Linked DNA regions of Xenopus laevis: region 1 is linked to region 2. A link is a contact called in public Hi-C data. All regions are on one chromosome and are shown on one strand. The core of a region is the stretch at or near the end of the contact, and the rest is flanking DNA. Distances in the headings are between cores, read along the strand shown.

Region 1 (4,273 bases), core at 994-3,493, 190 kb before region 2:
CTTACCATTGCCAGTTGGGATTGCAGCTCAATTTCCAAGCTCTGAAGTGACCGTTTCAGCTCAGTGATTTCACTCTTGCTGGCCTGCACTTGTTCAACACCAACGGAAATCTCTTTCTTCAGCTCACCACTCTATAATAATAACATACACTTTTAGATATCCAAGAAATCCACTTAAGCATTGCCAGAAATAACTACTTAGGTATACTCATTGCATCTCTACATATAGGCCAGTATGTATTTGAAGACACCATATAGTGTAAAATGGGACCCTGCTGTATAAGGATACTAGCTCACCAGGGGTTTGTGCAGAAAGACTACACGGGGCCTTATGCTGGTCTAAATTATTAGAGACAAAAAATTCCATGAGGTTCTAGAATCCTCTCACTTACAAGGGCATGGTGGTAGAGGCTAGACGAGACATATCCCATACTCCCTACATATAGTTACAAACACTATTACATTGAGACCTTCATTGCTTTAATAGCTGGATTTATAATAAAATGGATACCTTCTGGTTGAACCATAACTCTGCATCCCTGCGGTTCTTCTCAGCCAATATTTCATAGTCAGCTCTCATGTTATTCAGAATGCTGGTCAGATCCACACCTGGAGCAGCGTCCATTTCTACGCTCACTTTGCCAGCACTCTGGCTCTTTGCATGGCTCATCTCCTATATAACCAAATCAAAGCACTTGAGTACATTTTTCTTAACAGACATTAATGAAAAGTCATTTAGCATCATATAGAACTCTACAACTAAAGGTTTTAGGGAGAGCAGGTTGTGTGTCCCATCAGCTCACCTCCTCGTGGTTCTTCTTGAGGTAGGCCAGCTCTTCAGTCAAGCTCTCAATCTGCAACTCAAAGTCCCCTCTAGCGAGTATCAGCTCATCTAGGACTCTACGAAGGCCATTGCTATCACCCTCCACACTCTGGCGAAGAGCCAGCTCATTCTCAAACCTTAAAAGGGGGGGGGGGAGAAATCATCAAAAATCAGTGACCAGTTGAGTTGAGCAGTAGAACTCATGTGTATGTTTACCCTTTGTCTGTGTGGTTCCCCCAGGTGTACCAGTGTAACAATACCCCTATGCATATCTAGGAGGATTCCCAAATTTAAAATAAAACCAAAAACACTATTCAGGCCACGGCCTTGATCAAATTAGGCGCACCCTAATCCTGCTTTATTTGGGGACACCACATCTAAGTTTCACGGATATTGGAAAAGTCAATCGTTTACAACTTACTTAAGTCTGAAGTCATCAGCAGCCAGTCTGGCGTTGTCAATTTGCAGAGTCACTGTAGCATTATCAATAGTTGCAGCTCGAATCTAAAAAAATAAATAAATAAATAATGAAGACTTTGTCCTCTGGAAGTATACATTCTGTATATTTTGTGGAAGGTGTTATGGGCACAAAAGGTTGGATTCCCACCCCTGCCTTAGGCAAGTAACGGTTTGGATTCTGGGTGTGTCCAATTAAAATGTTTAAATGGGGTTTAAAACTGACCAATATTACACAGACATTACAGTTCCACTTATTTTCTAGATATATTGGAAATTAAATACAGGTATTATAAGCAAAGATGGAAATCAGGCAAGCTGGGTTCTGGGCATTAGTAGCACTCCCACCTGGAGAATGCTGGGAGTTACGACATCACTTTTCTAGTCCGAGATAAACATTTCTACTATAGCCTTTAACGACATGCTTAGTTGAAAATACTGCATAAACTGTAGTTGATATATAGAAATATTAAAAAGTAAGTACAAAAGACAGTTATACCTTGTTCCTCAGCTCAGCGATGATTTCAAAATATTTGCTGTAATCTTTAGACCCAGCACCAATGCCTGCATCTGATTGCTTATCGTACCAGTTACGGATCTTCCCTTCCAGGTCGCTATTGGTGGCTTCCAAGGCTCTCACTTTCTCCAGGTAGGAAGCGAGACGGTCATTGAGATTCTGCATGGCATGCTTTTCATTTCCACCAAAGCTGGAACTAGCTGCTTCTGCCATGGCAAAGTTACCTCCAGAGGATGAAAAGCCAGAACCCACACCACTGCTGAAGCCTGCTCCAAAGCTGCTGCCTCCTGCTCCATAGCTGCTGCTGCCTCCATAGCTGTTGCTGCCAGCCAAGCTGTGGCTTCCAAAGCCACCTTTGCTAGATGAGCCTGAATAGTATGAAGCAGAGCTGGACCTATAGGAAGTCATGATGGATGTTTATTGGTAGATATTCTCTGACTAGTCAGCTAGGACAAAAAAGAGTGCAAGGATGCAACTTTCTCCTTCCAGTACATGCACATATATACACATGCTGGGGTGGGTGGTCCTTTTCCCAAACCGGACGTCCTCCTATATGGAAAATTCCTTTTTTTGGCCAGGTCACTGCACTGATCGAGAGATGGATAATCGCCTTGATTCAGTTACGTAGCCTCAGGGTGTTTGTTAAACAAAAACTTGGTTACAAACTGGTTGGGCCAAATTCTTGGAAGATTTTCACTTGATGTTGCAGCACCACTCTCACCTTGCTCCAGGCTTCCTTCAGCAAGATCTGCAGCTTTTTCTACGTCTGTTAATTCACTACAATTTATAGAAAACTAAAATGAGATTTTCACCCAAAAACATTTTCCAATGCGTAAAACACACAATATAGTCAACGTTTCTTTTTAACTATACTGTAAGTACATTCAAAAATGTTAAATTTCTCTCAAGCAAGTATAGTAATGTCACAGAGGTCAGCTTGAGTTAGAGGTCCGTTAGAGGTGCACAAGGGGTCTGGGTTTTGCGTTATGGACCAGTGGAGTATATGTTATGCACATGTTATAAGCATTTATAGATGCCATCCAGTGAACCAATATTTATTTACCAGAACAGTTGCCTATGTAAGGATAAAACAGAAATCTGCTGAATCTCATAACCTGACCCTACTATGTGAATGTGACAGAAACCATAGATCGTAAGCTCCACTGGGGCAGGGACTAATGTGAACAATGTCAGAATTGATAACTATATATTTAAATAACACTCCTTTTGGTCATAAGCCTATCACAAATCGAGATTAGATTGGTTCACTCATTGATGACTGAAAAGCGATGTTAAATCATTTTATGGTACAGTTACTGGTAATTACACAAATTATTTTCATCTGAAGGAGGCCAGGGTGCTCAGAACTCGCTGCTGTTCGACAGGTTCATCCAGGGCTGGAGGGTCACTAAGTGAAAGGAGCAGCATTCCTCTTCCAAAATTGCAAGTCGTAAAAATAAATAAATACATGAATAAATAAATAAATAAATAAATGTGAGTGACGGAATTAGAAATGAGCGCTGACAATCAAGCTTGACATTTTGAGCATAAACTCGGAGATTGTGGATTTCAATGCATTGATTTCAGCTTATGTGTAAAAACATTTCCCAAAATTTTGCTAAAATTTCCTGGAAAAATCTATTTACACACTGATAAGTTTCAAGAGACCTTTTTTTTATCAGATGCTTATAAATAGCCAACAGGAACAATAAAAAAAATCTTTGTCTATAAACCATTAAAAGAGAACCGAATTCTATATTAAAGCCCTTGGTTTTAAAGTGTACAACTCTATATTTAGGACTTTATAAAAGGGGCAGCCTTTTGGTCTTTAGATTTTTATTCTGCTGCTCTGGAATTGAAACAGTTGTCTGGTTGTTATTGGGGCACATAGAAACCAGGCAATGGTTTGACCAACAGACTGGAAGATTAAACAGAAATCCAAGTAACCAGCCTCAGGATTAATCTGCTTGACAAGGTCACTGAAAAGCCAAACTGGAAGGCAAATACTACAAAATAAAACAATGAAGACCAACTGCCCCAAAACATCACTTCAACATTATAATAAACATACTATCCACTGAGTAATTGCCTTCATCTGAATTCCATCCCAGCAATTCCTAATCTCTACACACACCTTGTCACCCTATAGATCCTTAATAAGGTATACCCAGAGTGCTTGGGACCTGAGGTCTTCCAGATAAGGAATATTTCCCTTATTTCGATTTCTATACCTTAAGTCTAATTAACATTCATGTAAATGTCATTAAATAAAGCCAATAAACTGGTTTTGCTTCCAATAAGGATTAATTATGTCTTGAGCTCAAGTACAGTTAAGGGACCTGTTATCCAGAATGCTCAGGACCTGGGGTTTTCCAGATAACGGATCTTCTTTCATTTGGATCTTCATGCCTTAAGTCTACTAGAAAATCATATAAAAATGAAATAAACCCAATGGGCTGGTTTTGCTTCCAATAAGGA
Region 2 (4,044 bases), core at 723-3,222:
TTGACTTACCTTTTTAAAGTACCATTCTTCTACCTCTCGCCTATTCTTCTCAGCTAGGTTCTCATACTGATTCCTCATTTCAGACAGAGTCTTTGTTAGGTCGGCAGCAGGTGCAGCATCCATCTCCACATTCACCTGGCCAGTAGCTTGTCCACGTAGAGCATTCATTTCCTGCAGGTCAGATATTGAGCATTTCAATTTTTTTGCTGATGCTGGCAAATATTGAAGTAACCCCATTTGCTACCATTCATTGTGTTTAAGTTTTAACTCAGTCTTTGCAAGTTTTCATTTTGGGGTTGACTTCCTAATTGTGTTCGCTGCATAAGATATACCTCAACATCTATATATCGACTCACCCTGTACTAATGCATGCCAAGACTATAGTAAATGCACAAATACAGTACATTGAAATATGTCTCATCTTACTTCCTCATGGTTTTTCTTCAGATATGCAAGTTCCTCCTTAAGACTTTCAATCTGGATCTCCAGGTCAGATCGGGCTATGGTCAAATCATCCAGGACTCTGCGTAGGCCATTGATGTCAGCCTCAACATTCATACGAAGAGCAAGTTCAGTCTCATACCTTGAAAAACAGGAGTTTTTTGTTTTTTTTACAAGAAATGCGCCTTTACAGCATTTGTCCTTGGTGATAGGCCAAAGACATATGTTGCTAAAGACGGTTGTCTTCAACATATGCAGCATACAGCATTTTCTGATCTGCTATTTTTAAGGCTGGTCCAGAACTGGGAAACCACTGTGTCTGTGTTACATTGCCCCAAAGCTATTTGAATTTCTGTCACCGGAAAGCCCAGGTATCGGGTGAGCCCTATCTACAGGTAATTTTCCTGAAAAAGCAAGTCTATTTCTCTTTAATGAATCTTCTGCAACAGAATCTCAATGAGGTAATGGAATACATTGTTTAATGTTTACCCCTAGTTACCAATCAGCAGCTTTCCCTGGACAGCTGTTTGAAAACACACCTCTGATTGGTTGCTATGGGTTATTAGATATGGGTAAGCCTAAAATACAAATCCATATCAATATGTGCTCTGAGGGGAGATTGTAAGTCTGATATAGTTTTTGTTTGACACTCTCATAATATACCTTGTTCACCATAAATGACAATTGTGGTCAGAAACAATAACCTGGACTATTAAAGGCAACACGATTAAGTAAAATGTGATGGGATTTGCTTGAGTTCTTACTTGGTTCTGAAGTCATCAGCAGCCAGTTTAGCATTATCAATCTGGAGAAGAAGACTTGCGTTGTCCATCGTTGCACCAAGAATCTATTGGTTAGGAATATATTTATTCTGAATTATGAGATGCTGTTATATATACTAAATTATAAAACAACCCTCCCCAATCAACACTTATCCTATGGAAGATTTAATGAGAATGAAAACTTAGTCAGATTATTTGCTGAACATTATTTTACCTTGTTGCGGAGATCCTCAATCATCTTGTAGTAATGACTATAGTCGGTGGCTGGACCGGGTGCTTGCTTCTGATACCAATCTCTTATCTTGATTTCCAGTTCTCCATTTGCTTTCTCCAGGGAGCGCACCTTTTCAAGATATGCAGCCAAACGATCATTTAGGTTCTGCATGGTATACTTTTCACTTCCTGAAATAAGGCCTTCTCCTCCAGCCATACCTCCTCCAAATGCATAGCCAGAACCATAGCCCCCACCATAGTTAGAAATGTAGCCGCCTCCTAGACCAGCATCAACACCACAGCTTCCATATCCTCCACCTATGCCAGAAACCATTCTTGCGGTGGAGAAGGAGACATTTTGGCCACCACTGCCACCATGGATGCTTGGTGCCCTGAAAACACCAGATACTCTGCTGGAGCCACCTCCTAAGCCTCCAAGGCCCTTTATGGAGCTGGAGGATGTTGTCTGCCTGACAGAATATGAAGACATGGTGTTTTTTAAAGGAGAATCTTGAGAGCCACAAAGTTGATGTTAGCTGTTGACTGCAGTGAATCCGGATAAATGTCTTTCGCCTTTATATTAAAGGATGTGGGTGTGTGTCTCTCTCAAGGATCAGTCCCTCCGCAGAGTCATCAGCTTTGATTTCTGTGCCAACATTTGTATTAAAACAAAGATATTTGATTACCTCAGACGTTTTCATAAATGTCTCACTACCTCTGCCCCCCCACCTTCTACTGTTCCCTTAACCCATTTACATAGAGTTGCGACAGATTTCAATGAATGTGTGGCTGCATTCGTTCATAAAACAAAAAAGAATAGTGAATCACAATGAATAAGGGAAGATTTTTTCTAAGGCTATGCATCATTCCTCTATGCCTAACCAAGGACAAAGTAAGAGTTTTGATGCACCCCTCCCTTCTTTGGAAAGTTTGAGGACTTATATGAAAACTAAACTTGTGTTATATTCTGAAAATAATGACCACTTCTCTCGTTCATCCATATCCCCATTGTTATGTTATTTGTGCAGACATTTAGGTAGCACATTACAAAGATTATTCATCATTCACATCAGTTCCTACCCCAGTGAAGCCTACAATCTAAGGTCCCTATCACACACACTAGGGTCAGTTTTATCAAGATTCAAACAACATGACTGTGTGTTTTGGGAGTGTGGGAAGAAATCAGAGTACCTGGAGAAAACCAACATAGACATTGGGACAACATACACATTTCTTGCAGATAGTGCCCAGTCCAGAATTAGTCTCAGTCTCAAGCAGTTACCCGTAATGTTCTTCTCTACTCTATAGACCAACCCAAAACTAGAACCTAGTTCACAATGATGATCCATAAATTCAAGTAGCAAGAAAAGAATCCCACCTGCAGAGCCTACGACGCACACTAAATATATGGATCCCATCAGGGTGACTTAGTCTCTCTACTAACAAAACATCAATATACCCTTAATGGATAAAATATTTTGAGCAGTTATGGTTACGTTATTGTTCTAAACACAAAGAATGGAACTTTTAGGCTTTGCTCATTATTTCCACTCACTATATAATCTCAGTGGTAAGAGCAGCTCTTAAGCCAGATACTGTATATGGTTAAGTCTTGCATGCTAAAGTGTGCTCTCCACTCTTAGTGAAAGACATAGTTGAGGTGCTTGTGGTAATTCACCATTGTATACACCATGCCTGAGAATTAAACTAATTACAAACCACAGTCTGGGAATGTCTTTGAGTAATTAATCGTACACTACCTTATATCATTATGTACCCAGCTCAAACAACATTTATGAGATTTGCTGAAGACAACAACAATTATGTGTTCCATATCCCCAAAATATAAAGTTTCATTATCGTATTATTAGAAAATGATATGCTCTGTTCTGTTTAGCCTGTGCTGATATAATGTGTTGGTATTTTATTAATCTCATTTTCCAAAAGCATCATATAATTAAGGAAATTGTAGTGTGCCATGCAACAGAGCTGTTTATGATGTCTTGGAGATATAGCAGAATAGATTCACAGTGAATAAATACAATTAATAATCTTACCCAGAGGAAACTGGGACATTAGGCACAAACATTACATAAATTTGCATCTGCAGGGATGGGCATTAGGCCTAGTGAGCTATACTTTTGTACCAATTCCTTCTAAATGTAGGATATGGCTTAAAAAAAGGCAATTTTTGTTTATTATACCCTCGTTATTGCATTTAAGGGATCAAAATGGAAATTAAGAAAGAGACTTTTCAGCATGGCCAGGTAGGACAGAAGGGTGGCATGTTATATAGTAAATTGGTTCTAGACTTTTGAGACTCATCTGACAGTTGTGAAAGAGCTTACTGTATATCTGAAGCCAATTTTCAAAAACGTGTAAAGACTGACAAATCCAAATCCAAGTCTGGTATCATACATTTAACTGGTCATTTACAGGTGAAGGAGCCCATTTATTAAAGGTGGAATTTTAAAAGTGTTGTAAACCACACAAAAAATTATTTTCACTATCACCACGAATGCCATCAAAGTCGGTGTTTAATGGTGAGCTCAACTTTTCTCTTTGCATCTACATCTGTCGAATTTACCACTTTCTCACTCATCCCATT

What was found. A called contact is a pair of places that touch in the nucleus more often than the background predicts.
Region 1: a contact with region 2 is called in a Hi-C map of the XL177 cell line, with 4 times the contacts expected there. The contact joins the promoter of krt12.4.L here to the promoter of krt17.L in region 2. A contact is called at or near these places in 2 of 4 Hi-C or Micro-C datasets (the XL177 cell line and the XTC cell line).

What each region holds. Positions count from the first base shown.
Region 1 is chr9_10L:1,277,686-1,281,958 of Xenopus_laevis_v10.1, reverse strand. krt12.4.L (Keratin 12, gene 4 L homeolog) reads right to left here and starts at 2,243. Exons shown (of 8, transcript NM_001086376.1): 1 at 1,778-2,243; 2 at 1,244-1,326; 3 at 803-959; 4 at 511-672; 5 at 6-131. The coding sequence starts at 2,203.
Region 2 is chr9_10L:1,089,927-1,093,970 of Xenopus_laevis_v10.1, reverse strand. krt17.L (keratin 17 L homeolog) reads right to left here and starts at 1,972. Exons shown (of 8, transcript NM_001094941.1): 1 at 1,438-1,972; 2 at 1,206-1,288; 3 at 427-583; 4 at 10-171. The coding sequence starts at 1,926.